2 separate regions of the Mus musculus genome follow, and region 2 is linked to region 1. Evidence: chromatin contacts called from public ChIA-PET data. All regions are on one chromosome and are shown on one strand. The core of a region is the stretch at or near the end of the contact, and the rest is flanking DNA. Distances in the headings are between cores, read along the strand shown. Region 1 has its middle 36 kb from the start of Atrnl1. Region 2 holds the start of Atrnl1 (attractin like 1).

Evidence for each region. ChIA-PET counts read pairs in DNA pulled down with a chosen protein or histone mark.
Region 2: a contact with region 1 is called in an RNA polymerase II ChIA-PET map of neurosphere, with 9 read pairs. The contact joins the promoter of Atrnl1 here to the enhancer-like site in region 1. A contact is called at or near these places in 3 of 39 promoter capture datasets (the C10 cell line, hippocampal neurons and macrophages), 5 of 484 Hi-C or Micro-C datasets (the N1E-115 cell line, cerebral cortex, embryonic stem cells and 2 more), 7 of 115 datasets of contacts at active chromatin or transcription factors (bone marrow-derived macrophages, embryonic fibroblasts, embryonic stem cells and 2 more) and 2 of 9 other capture datasets (liver and pancreatic islet).

The regions. Positions count from the first base shown.
Region 1 is chr19:57,572,246-57,578,712 of GRCm38.p6, forward strand. No RefSeq gene overlaps it. Among named protein-coding and RNA genes, the nearest start is that of Atrnl1, 36 kb to the right of the region's middle. Within about 2 kb of position 4,591, at least 16 of the 459 cell types and tissues checked have an H3K27ac peak or open chromatin away from gene starts, as enhancers often do. A contact at or near this core is called in the N1E-115 cell line, embryonic stem cells, forebrain and 1 more, where this site is marked.
Region 2 is chr19:57,608,886-57,615,347 of GRCm38.p6, forward strand. Atrnl1 (attractin like 1) reads left to right here and starts at 2,149. Exons shown (of 29, transcript NM_181415.4): 1 at 2,149-2,758. The coding sequence starts at 2,469.

The DNA of each region.
Region 1 (6,467 bases), core at 3,341-5,840:
AACCCGAACCAGTACCCTCCAGAGCTTGTGTTTCTAGTTGCATATGTAGCAGATGGCCTAGTAGGCCATCAATGGGAGGAGAGGCCCTTGGTCTTGCAAAGATTATATGCCCTAGTACAGGGGAATGCCAGGGCCAGGAAGCAGGAGTGGGTGGGTTGGGGAGCAGGGCAGGGCGAGGGTATAGGGGGCTTTGGGGATAGCGTTTGAAATGCAAATGAAGAAAATATCTAATTAAAAAAAAAGAAAGATTTCGGGGAGACTTTTGTCAACTTTTCTGCCGCCTACTCGGCCGAGCTGAAGCAGCCATCTGTGACTGCTGCATATGATGCTGTCATTTCTGCACCCACTCCTTAACTCCCATCCTGTGGCCAGAAGACTTTTAAAAATATTATTTAAAAAATTTGAAATATATTTCCTCTTCCATAAAACACAGCACAGTGTCCAAACCCTGTAAATGCAGGCTTGTTTTCTCACCACCTCCTGGCAATGTTTCAGGTTTGCTTTCCTCTGTGGGGTCTCTTCCAGGCGAGAGCGAGAGTGTACATTGTCCTTGTTTGAACAGCATATCCTGGTGGAAGGGCATCAGGAGACAGGAGCTAATTGGAACTTTGTGATTAGCTGTCATGGATGCATGGGCGTGTCGATACTGCTCAATAAAACCAGAACGTCAAGTGTTTCCTCCTGCATACTGATTGCCGAACCGATGTCCCAGCACAGAAAAGCTTACAGACAGATGGTTTCAGAGAGATGCTCTTGGCTCATAAGTAGTTAAAAATCCCTAGCCGCTCCCTCTCTGACGGTTTTGGAGAACTCCTCATTATGGCTGACATGACAGCCATAATAATAGTTTTGCCCTCCAGGATACACAAGCACCTCCCGGTCTCCTCAGTCCCTGCATCAATTACCACTGATCAGTCATCTCTTCCCTGACTCTCAGAGCAATAAGTACAAACTCTCTCTGGTTAGAGGATGTGGGAACTCTACATCCCTGTCCTTGCCCCTTTTACTCCACTGTCCAGGCAAGCCCAGGCCTGATTCTTCACATGCATCATCACGGTGAGCAACAAGGAGGTTATTTGGGGTCACTCTGCCTCCTTCCTTCTCAAACTCTGTTGTTTAACTCTTTTTTTTTAAAAAAAAGAACATTTTGTTTCATTTTGTGATAGGTGTGGTGTAGTGTGTGTGTGTTGTCTATGTGTCTGTGTGGTGTGCTCTGTGTGTGTGTGTAGTGTGTGCATGTGTGTATAGTGTGTGAGTATGTATGTGGTGTGGTGTGTTGTGTGAGTGGTATGTGAATGTGTGTGAGTCTGTGTGAGTGTGTGGTATGTGTGTATAGTGTGTGTGTATGGTGTATGTGTATATGAGTCTGTGTGAGTGTGTGGTGTGTGTGGTATGTGGTGTGTGTGTGGCATGTGTGTGTGAGTGTGTGTCTGTGTGGTGTGATATGTGGTGTGGTCTGTGTGTGTGTGTAGTATGTGCATGTTTGTATAGTGTGTGTATGTGGTGTGGTGTGTGAGTGGTATGTGAATGTGTGTATGAGTCTGTGTGTGGTGTGTGTGTATATGGTGTGTGTGTCTGTGTGTGTGTGGTATGTGGTGTGTATGTGTGTGTGTGTGTGTGTGTGTGTGCATGTATGTATAGTATGTGAATGTTTATGTGGTGTGGTATATGAGTGTGTGTATGTGAGTCTGTGTGACTGTGGGGAGTGTGTGTGTGTGTGTGTGTGTGTGTGTGGTATATGGTATATGTATGTGTGCATGTGTGTGTGGTGTGGTGTGTGTGGGCATGTGTGTGTGATTGTGTGTGCATGTGTGTGTGGTATGTGAGTGTATGTGTGTGAATGTGTGTATGCGTATGGTGTGTGTGTGTGCATACATGTGTGTGTACATGAGGACACTTGTAGGAGAAGAGGCTGTGGGGTCCCCTGAAGCTAGAGTTATGAGAGTTTATGAAGTGCCCTGTGGATGCTAAGAACCAAATACGAGACCTCTGCAAGTGCTCTGAACCATTCAGCCATCTCTCCAGTGCCCACTGTTCAATTTATCCAGTCTAGGTCATTGCCTCTTTTTTTTCCCCAGTAAGTACTTATTTTGGCCAACATTGACTGAAGTCTCCTTGCAACCAAGAACTAATAAAGCGCCAGCTTGCACTGCTGTATGCTGCTTTCAAACTTGTGGAGCTGTGTGGTCTACTCCACCTACAGTTCTTGGTATCGGCTGTCTTTATTTGGGTAACTTCTGTTTGTGTGCATGCCTCATCTCCCCAAATAGAGTGTAGTTTTCTTCAGGCTGTCGGCCATATTCTACCCATCTGTAGGCCCCATGCAGCACCTATCAGTGCCTTTCGCAAAGGAGGTCCACGGCAGACATTTCTTGATTGATTATTCCATTTTCTCTTTTTCACCCCCAACTGTTGCCATCATTTGGAAGAACATCTCCATGGAGGCGCTTACCATCACCTACTGCTGTGCTTCTCTGCTCGGACCAGTACAAAGAGAACCCAGAGAGGCACACTAAAGCCTTTGTTGGTATCAAGGTCTTAGCCTCTAACACCTCATGGCTGTGGGGTCTATGGCTCCATCATTTTCTGTTCCGTGTGCCTACCCTTGCCTTCCTGCAGTGTTAATGGTGCTAGTGGGTCTTAGGAGGGCTGGGGATGGGGCTGAGCTTACTGGGGCAAGGGCTGGTAGTATGAAGTGTTGAGAGCAGTGTCCCTTGAGGTCTTCCTACAGTTTGTAAGAGCTTCCATAAACCAGCTCAGGAGGGCAGGAGATAAAGCGAATGAGTGGTGTCTGGAGCTCAGTACCTTTGCTAGCTTATGAGCTGTTTGTTGTTGAGGCAACAAGTCCCTGAGAAAAAGCTTGCAGGAGGCTGCTCCTGCCGAGACTCCTTGCACGGTTCTCTCCCTTCCCGCTGCTCAGTGCTTGTGGTGGCTGCCTTGTCCCAGACCTCTGGAATCAAGGCTTCTGGCTTTGTGTTTGCTTTGATCCTGAAAAGCAATGTCTTCAGATTACCCTGGACCGGATACATTGTAGCCACTGAGTCAGGCTCCCAGAGTTCGTCATCTGAGCGCAGGCCAAACACTCAGAAAGCAAGTGACCCAATTCAGAATAGGCTCTCTAGAAACGGATATGTGGCTAGGTGTTTACATTTTGGAACTAAAGTTACTTCCACACTGCAGTGAGGCCTCCTGAAGGTGGGGTGGGGTGGAGAGCTGTATTTTGGACAGTCTGCATATCCTCCTAAAGGTCTGAGAAGGTGTTTTATGACACTGTCCCGTCCATGGAGTTCATTTGTTAAGTATGGCTGAATATGGCCAGTCTCTCCCCCCTCCCCCATCTGATCTTGAGCAGATCAGACTTCATTCATTTATGAATTACCCACTTTCTGATACTCAAGTCATGGCATCAGCAACAGCCTGAGAGATATACTCATGTGTGATACAGTCTCAGAAGAGGAAGCCACCACTTCTGTGTGGCCAGCCTCCCCTCTGAAATGACCCTCTTGGCTTTCTATGTGGATGCCCTCAGGAATGCAAGTACCTGAATCCCCAAACCACCTCCTGAAGTACTAAGCATTCTGTCAGTTCAGCAAGCCCCCACCCCCGGGAGCCCCAGTTCCTGTGGTGAACTATGAGAGAGAAATGAGAAGGGTCAGCTTTTCAGATAAACTTTGCCTCTTTGTTTTGCTTTTTAAACAAGCCCATAGTTTCACTGCATAGTTGCTTTGAATCCACTGATAATTTGGGCAATTTCCCTGTAAGTCATTCACAAATAGTTCCCTCTGATGTTGCCCTCAGCTATGCGGCCACGTATCTGTCTATTACTGAGAGCTGTGCTTCTTGAGTATAAATGTTTTATGTGCATTAAGGCTCTTGGCTTACATATCAAGGGGCATTGGACAACGAGATACAGAAGCCTTTGCCTGACGACTCGTGTGTAAAGAATTCACTGGGTTGGGTGAAATACACTGATCTGTCCATTTCCGTGCTCACTTCCAGCAAGGAAGTCACTATCAGCCAAGGAACCGAAAGGTACTGTCTATGCAATTAAAAGAACAGGTTGGCTTTGCTCAATACAGAAACAAAGAAACCATGCAAGAGACACAGTGTTTCTTTAATTAGGAGACTGAGATTCTATTGAAGACACTTTATGATTATTATTTTTTTTTCTTTATGGTGGCAGCTATCCTTGACTCAAGTGGGAAGTGTTGGCCTCTGGCTTTTGCACCTATGCAGAGAAGTGGTTTTGCTATAAACGCTCAAATGGTGCCGGTTCGGAACTCAGGGTTCCAGCTTGCTCCTAACATTCTGGATGGTTTTTAATCCAGGAACTACCTGTTTCAAGGCATTAAATGTTGTTCCAGACCCTAAAACTGGTAACTGTCCTTTCATTTGAGACCCATTTATCTGCAGGGGATTAAATATTCAACTTCATGCCTTCAGGGATAAAATCAGTCTTACCCCTAAGTTCTTTCAGACAAAGAGTTAGGATTCTTTGAAGAGCATCCCTGTCTTTTATCCAGCTCTGGCTAATTGTTAATTCTATCCATAGGCTCTGGGAGGCTGGCAAGGCCAGCGGGGCTGTATCCTGTTCTATTTCCAGAAGAGGAGAGGAAAACCTTTGTGACAAGCCTGACCTCACAGAGGCTCATTAATGCTCTATAACTGTGAAGACCTTTCAAGAAAAATACACACACACACTCGCAAACACAGACAGACTCGCACTACCATTACTGTGGTACTTCACTTCGTCATTGACATCCAGTCCCAGCTGTTTCTCTGGAATGTTGAATCCAGTGTCCTCTCTAGACAGTGAATGCAAACGACTTAGGTTGTGAAAGTACATTAGCTTTTGATTAACCGTTGGAGGAGGGCCAGTTAGATTTTTAAATCTGAATGGGCTTGCTGACTCAGGGTCCTGAGAGGCATAATGGACAACCTCAGAGCTTTCATTAAAAGGGTTTCTGGTAACTGATGTCTAGAGAAAGGAGTTGACACACAATTCCCTCAACTATTCAGCTTTCATCTGCAACAGAATATGTAATTTTGGAATCCAACCAGTCTCTTGAAATTTTCAGGTAAAATTAAATTTAAAGAAGCTGGCACTTAGATACGCTGAAGAAAGGGAAGCTCCCGCGGCTCGTGCCTGTGTCGCTCTATCCTTCTGAAGCTGGGATTTAATCATGTTTATTGCATTTATGGCTGCTGGAGTCACAAATCTGCTGATAACAAAATCTGGGATGGCCTGTGGGAGGTTCTCAGGAAGTAGCAGAGACTGATGCGATTTGAATATTATTTTTAACTGTGGGTTCTCTGAGCTCCACCTTCTCATCTTTGTCTATTTTTTTCATAACTAATAGGAACAAACTGTGACTTTATAGAAAGCCCAACTCAAGAAAAGCTGATAGGACTCCACAAATTGGGACCAAGGACTCTAGTCTTTAGGCTGTAACCTGCAATGTGTCCATTGTCCTTTGGCAGCAACCCTAAGATCTTTGTATCTTATAGGGGAATTTAAATGACATTGTAAACTTTCTTTCCCAGACCAGTAGGTTTTTGTTACATTTCAAAGATGGTAGCAGTTCCAAAGGAGAAAGAAACAATAGCTACTTTGAACATGGGGAGTCCCTTGCAGTCAACTCTTTTTTTTTTTTAAAGTTTTTTTTTTTTTTTTAAGATTTATTTATTATTATGTAAGTACACTGTAGCTGTCTTCAGACACACTAGAGGGCATCAGATCTCATTACAGATGGTTGTGAGCCACCATGTGGTTGCTGGGATATGAACTCAGGACCTTTAGAAGAGCAGTCAGTGCTCTTAACCACTGAGCCATCTCTCCAGCCCCTTGCAGTCAACTCTTGAATGTTCCTTGGACAACCTATCTTTCCAACTAAGTTGTGAGTTCCTTAAAGGCAACCATACACACACACGCACACACACACACACACACACACACACACACACATATATATTATGAATACTTGTTTTGTTTTATTTTTGAGATAGGGGTTCCTAGGTGGGCCTGGAGAACTCACGGCTCTCCTGTCTCCGTATTTTGAGTGCTAGGGTTGCAGATGTTTGCCATCTACATTGGCCAGCAAGTATATCTTTTGTTCTTTCTTATCCCTCTGTCTGACAATTTAGAAAATCAGTTCTCGGGTAGTTTTAATTATTTTACTGACACATGTAGAGGGCAATTTTTATGTTGTTCTTTCGCATCCACAGAAGTAGTAATACCCTCCCTCGAAGTCAGTGATGGGCGCCATATATCTGACTGTAGCTTGGAACACTGATGGACAAGTGCCACATCCATCCCCACTCTCCCATGCTCTTCCTCCTTCCTTCGCTGTCCACATCCCTGCCACAATCAGCTTTCAGTTCCTAGGTGTGGATGGGACCGTAGCATATGAACACAGGAGACTGCAGGGATTCGGCGTTGTATCAATAAGGAGTGAAGCAGAGGAAGG
Region 2 (6,462 bases), core at 899-3,398, 34 kb after region 1:
GCACGTTCAGTGTACGGTGAATGATTACAGTGGTCAGATGGCAACAGATGTGTGTTTTTAATGGGCAAACCCTTCACTCAAATACACGCCCCAGTCGGCGTGTGGCTGAGCTGTGAACTCTCTTGTTAGAGAGACAGACTCCCGTGTACCCTTTGAATTACCTTTATTCACGAGAGGGATTAAGAATTGACCACTTTCCACACGTCTGAAAGTGACACTACCTTAGACGTGAGAAAGATGTAGCTGACTTTAAACTTCAGCTGGTAGGAAGAGAAGAAGAAAGGAAAAGCCAAGGAGATTGTCCACCAACAGAGGATCCTAAAGGGTTTGGATTTCCTTTTCCTTTTTCTTTTTGTCACTGCAGTGAAAAGGAGTGGCCTCTAACAAGATCCTCTTAACTCTGCCCCCCTCTTTCTGAAGAACACCAGAATGTGGAAAAGGTGGGAAAGTATGGGGCAGGCCAAATTTCAGGCTCTACAGGACATGGCTCACACTATTGTGTCCCGGAAATGGATTTTTTTTTTTTTTTTTTTGTACAAGTGAGAATCAGCTGCCTTTCTTCTTTTGGGAAGGAGCCTTTTTTTTTTTTTTTTTTTTCCAGGACTTTTGTTTTCCTCTTAAGTCATTGCTGAGGTATTTGCAAACCAAGCCAGCCAGCACTTATGTTTTATTCACCAAAGGAGAACAAAGCAGCTGCAAACAGAAGTGGGCTGATAAACATTGAAAACGCACACAAGTTAGAGGACTTGATCCGTTTCTGCTACCAACACGCACCTCAGCCTTTCTCATGCTATTCCCTCATCTGCGAAATGGGGTTAATAGAGGATTTTCTCTGTGAATTGGGATGATGGAGATTAAAAGAGATGACGTGGGTACATTATTCCCAAAATAAACTCGGAGTGAATCTTAACAATAATATTATGACTGTGGTTACAACCAAAACTTTTCTGCTCCAGCTGTCAGAAATGTCTGGTGAGTTTCACAATCTTGTTCGTACCGCCTGCTCCTTGGTGGAGCTCCAACAACTCTCGAGGGTGCTTGCCTGCAATTTGTGCACAGCTTCCTCTCAAGGGTTCAGCTAACAGGCCCGTATAGAGAAAAGTAGAAGACATATCTCAGCTTATGCAATTAAATCTTGGAAAGTCATCTCAAGGAAGAAATAGATGCCGCTGAAAACGGGAAAGGGCCCTTTCTGGAAATCACTTCTGCTTTTCTGAAGGAAAAAAAAAAGCCCCGATGTCGCAACATTTTTCAAGAGAGAATAGTGTCCCAGACGAAGGAGGAAACATAGACAAGAGAAAAGAAGATTTGGTGAGGTTCCGAGGCAGCGTCGGGAGGGGTGGCTCTCGGAGCAGTTCTTTGTTGGGCATGAGGAGCCCCGATTGGGCGATAAAGAGCCGCCGCGGCTGAGGTCGCCCCACGGGAGCAGCTTCGCGCCCCATGCAGCCCCTCACCCCACTCCGCCCTGTCCCTGCACCCCATAACGTGGTCAGACCGCGGTGCCTTTAAGACTTTGCTGGCTGCACATGCTCAGCTCTTTGTGTGTAGTTGGGAGTTTTTAAGAAAAAAAAAAAAAAGAAGAAGAAGAAGAAACGTGCAGGAGACTCGGGGAGCGCTGGGGCGGGCGCCTCACTTTTGCAGCCCGCGGAGTACAAGGTTGCCTTCCTGCCGAGGCCCCGAGGTCGGAGTGGGTTTCTCCTCCGTGGGCTCCGCGGCGCGGGCCACACCTGGGGACGCACTCCCAGCGGTGCCCGCCGGCCGGGTGGGCGCGCGGGGGAGTCCCAGGTCCCCGTCAGGGGCCGGGCGAGACCACCGCGCCCGGACCGAGGGGGGGGGAGTGGCCACGAGAGTGCGTACGCACAAGGCTGCGGGGACGTCTCTCCGCAGTTTGGGCTGCGACCGCGGCCACAGCAACTGTGTCTGGAGGACGGAGGGAAGCAGGCTGCTGCGGTATCTCAGGCTAGCAGGAGTACCGCCGGGTACCGACAGCCGCCCTCCCCTCCCCGCGTGCTCCTGTTGGACGCGCCCATCTCGGGGGCTCCCGCGCGGCCCCGCCCTCCCGGGCGAGCCTCGGCATTCGGCGCGGGGCGCGGGCGAGGCGGGGCCGTGCGGGTCCCCTCCCCCTTCCCGCCCGGTCCCCTCCCCCTCGGGTCCCCTCCGGAGCGCGGGGCGCCGCCGGCTCTTCGCTCCGCTCCCGGAGCTACCGTGGCTGCAGGGTTCGGCTCGCCGAGGACAAGGTCAGGGGAGCGGGCGGCGATGCCCGAGTGTGACTGGAGGCAGCCGACCGGAGGCCGCCGCGCCTGGGATCCGCCGCTCCGGACCGGTCAGCGGGACGGGGGTCGGCGCCGTTGAGGAGCCGAGGAACAGCAGCGGCGGCGGCGAGGTCCTCTGCGGCCGGGATCCCCGCTCAGCGGCATCCCCGTGCGCTCCCGCGAGCGCAGCCCCGCCGAGCCGGGACGCCGAGGAAGATGGAGCCGGGGGTCCGGGCCCGCTCGGGTGCCCCGCAGCCGGCCTCCCCGGTGCTGTGGAGGGCTCGGCCGGCGGGCGGTGGGGGCGCCTCCTCCTGGCTGCTGCTGGACGGGAACAGCTGGCTGCTGTGCTATGGCTTCCTCTACCTGGCGCTCTATGCTCAGGTGTCCCAGTCCAAGCCCTGCGAGAGGACTGGCTCCTGCTTCTCCGGTCGCTGTGTCAACTCCACCTGCCTGTGCGACCCGGGCTGGGTTGGGGACCAGTGCCAGCACTGCCAGGGCAGGTTCAAGTAAGTGCTACCGTGGGACCCCAAGCCTCAGCCCTGCCCCGCCAGCGTAGCTCCCCGCCCCGCTCTGGCCTCGGGGTCCCCGGGAGGGGGCCCTACGCTGCGCCCCTCCAGCCTCCGGGTGCCCCGGGGAGCTCCAGCAGGCGCCCAGCCCGGGCTGACTCGGTGCTTTCCGCATGTCCTCAGCGGCTTGTCATCCTCTGCGCAGAAAGAATGTTCTCACTCCAATTCGTGCCAAACTCCGCCAATTAGGACAGTATCTGTTTCCATCAGAAACGGAGGAAATAACTCATGAAAAATCCATGAACATTGTGAGAAGTCAGAGGCGTCAGGGTTTAAAGTTGTGGCCCAGCTCCTTCCCTGTGCTGTTCCTCTAGTCAGAGAGCACGCCTCGGTTTAGTAATCGTCGAGTGTGGTAAATAGGGTTTACAATGGGCAAACTACGATCTGTACCTTGTTATAAGTTTCTAGGTTGGTCCTCTCACCCATTTCCCCATAAGTCTATAACTTACTGGAATTTTACGCCTTCTATCCAGAACCTACAGAGAGAAATCCAGGCAGCAATTTAAGTTAACTCGATCAAGGTTATGCAGAAAATGCTGAGTCGTGATTCCAGTCCAGCCAGCTTCACTCCAGAATATGCATTTAGAGGTGTTGGGTTTATCAGGACAGTCATGGCTTTGTGTGACTTTTGACAGGTGTATGGGGGACAGCAGTTTGGTTTTGCTGAAAAGCAAGGTGCTAAGGAGCCTGCATCTCTGGGGAAGAGACACTTCTCCCTATTGGCTGATGCTTATTAGATTTCTGCCTCTATAAAAAGAAGTGGGGTGGCCGTTGGGAAGGCGGAGAAGTGGGTTTCTCTGAGAAACTGCAGGAAAGCGGTCACCGAGAAAGCTTGTCCTAGATATTTAACATGAAGTTTACGGCTGATTGTGGTTGTGAAATAATACTATGTAGATGGCTAGTATTTGTTGTGGAGATGAAAGCAGAATCTAGGTAAAGTATCTCTGGCTTTGAGCCAAAGGTAAGAATATGGCTGACATTATTAATCTATTTCAGGGTGGTTTCCTTGGCGTTTTAATCACAGCATAGTTTTCTTTACTTTCTTTCCCACATTTTTACTGTTGCTCGCTAGAGCAATACCCCATATTAAGTGTAAAAAAATGTTTGTCTTAAATGACACTTTGAAATTTTAAGTAGATTTTATTCTTTAGTTTTTGGTTTTGGTGGGAAATCTTAGGTGAAATTTCATAAAATTGGTTTGGAGCAGTAAGTATTTCCAGAGTTCAAAGTTTTAGGAGTGAATACATAACTTTTACAGATACCTTTAAAGTAATTTAAAAAGAGAGGTGCCACTGAAAAGTTTAAAAAAGTTTACAATGAGAAAGCAAGATCTGATTTTATGATGCCTCTTGAGTAGCATTAGTTCCCCTGTCGGTGATAGTGTTAGCCAGCCAGCCCTTTTACTTGTTAAGAGGATATCTTGTGGGAGAGAGCAATGGACAAGGAAAAAGCTACACTCACTTGTCCAGGTTTTCTACAGAGTAGGATTGTTTGTAACGTTGTGGCGGTGAGTTAGCTCCATTTATCTGAAGAGGCTATGAAGCACCACCGCCTGAGACCTTCCGTCCAGTCCTGTGTTTTGGAGTAGGGATGCTTGTTAACAGCCAGATAGCTAGATCAGCACTCTGTGACTTCTCTTAGATGCTGTCCCAGTAAGTAAGAGAAAGCACCCAGATCAAGTTAAAAGTAACCAAGTAACACTGAAAGATGTTCATGAACTAGATACATTGTTAACAGGAGGAGAGTAGACATACTTAAATGAGGTTAAGTCCTGAACTTATTGAATAGTCATGCTTGGGAAGCTGCTATTCTGATTCAAGTGTTGCTTAATGTTTCTATGAAATACAAGTTATTAGGGTAAATACACATAGTATAAGTCTCTGTTTTCTCAGGCATACGTTTAGGGGCAAAGAAAGTGTATTTGATGTTAAAGGCTTTGGACATTTAGAAGTACAAAACTATTCTTGGTAAAGTACCTAATGAGCTATGAACAGTTTATTTGAAGACGTGTTTTCATGGCAAAAGAACCGAACTTGACAATTATAGCTCAAGTCTTTGCTAGGCTGAACATAAGAGCAGCCTTACACATAGTAGTGAAAAGTGATTGATTAATCTTAGTAAGCAGGTGTCAAAATTAATGGGTATGTTACCTTAGTCTTCTTCTATTATGGATGTCGTAGCTAGGGAATGAGCATTCTTCAAAGGCCTTTTTGCATCTGAAGATTGACGTAGAAATGCAGGAGCAAACAGTAGTAGAAGGGATGTGCCAGAGCTCCTGGCTTTCATTGTAGTCTTTTGTTTGTTTCCATTTGAAAAGAATAAACCCTTCAAAATTGTAAGACATTTCTGACAAAAGCAAAACAAAATGACCACCCGTTTTCACTAATGACAGACTAAAGGTTTTAGGAGTGAGACTCAGAAAGCACCTGGCCAGTTTGAAATAGAATCAAGACTATGGTAGGCCCTAATTGAAATTATATTTCAGTTGCATTGCATAACGTTAGGCTGGAAAACATTCTGATGTAATCTACGAATAATAGTATAGACGACAAATGATATTTTTGTTAGAAGCTGGTTAAATTATTTTTGTAGAGCAGTTGAAAGTTTTATTGATAAGAATTGGTTTTGTATTGAAATTTAGACTTTTTTTTTTGATACTCATTACCAATCTCTTAAGTCTGAGGTTGGGAAATATGTTACAGTATGTGACTTATTTGTAAATATAGAATTATAAGCATTCGTGTATGGGGTACTTTAAGAATCATTAACTTTATTCTCCACATAAATTTTTAGACCTTCAGGTTAGTCAAATTTGGATTCTAAATAGCACAAATTTATGATGGAATTATATTTTTAGTAACTGCTATAATAGTGAGTATATACTGTGAAATAGTGGAATGTTTTCTATCAACAAAAGAGGCAGGATTAGAATTTTAATTATTTTTTTCTAAGCCACTTTTTTTTTCTTTGAGAAAAGGTCTCTACACACAACTGGTTGTGGAACGCACTATGTACACCAGGCTGGCTTTGAATACAGAGAGATCCTCCTGCCTCTGCCACCAGGCCAGCTGTAAGCTCCTCTTTAAGTGATAAATTTATATCAAATCTTTATTGTTAATGACAGGAAACCTTCGAGTAATGTGAAAAATGGAATGTTCTCTGTCCACATGTCTTCATCTTCTAAGTAAAATTATAATAGATGATCTGTATTATCATTTATATTATTAAAATATGCAACCCCATAGTAGGGATTTAAAATAAGTTAAGTGGACAGTTCAGTCTAGATTGTGAAGTAGGTATCTTTCTTTTCTTTCCAATATTTGGCTTCTTAAGCAATCAGATTACTCCTCTGCTTGTTCTCTCAGCTTCTTGTGAATTCCTTTGGCCTCAGGGTACTTGACACAGTCCTTACTTCTTTACTCTTTGCTCGAGTAATTAATGTTGCCATCTAATTTTAGCCTGCCTACCAGTTTGTAAAGGAGGCTTTTCGGACTCCCCAGTCAGTCATACCTTCTTACATACTGCTGTAGCACAGCCTTTCCTACTTAGTGCTTTTAAACAAAGTGCTAATTATTTTTTCTTTAAATTGACACACAAGAAACTACAATTTCATCTTATTAACTTTTTCTGTGGTCCAAATGCTC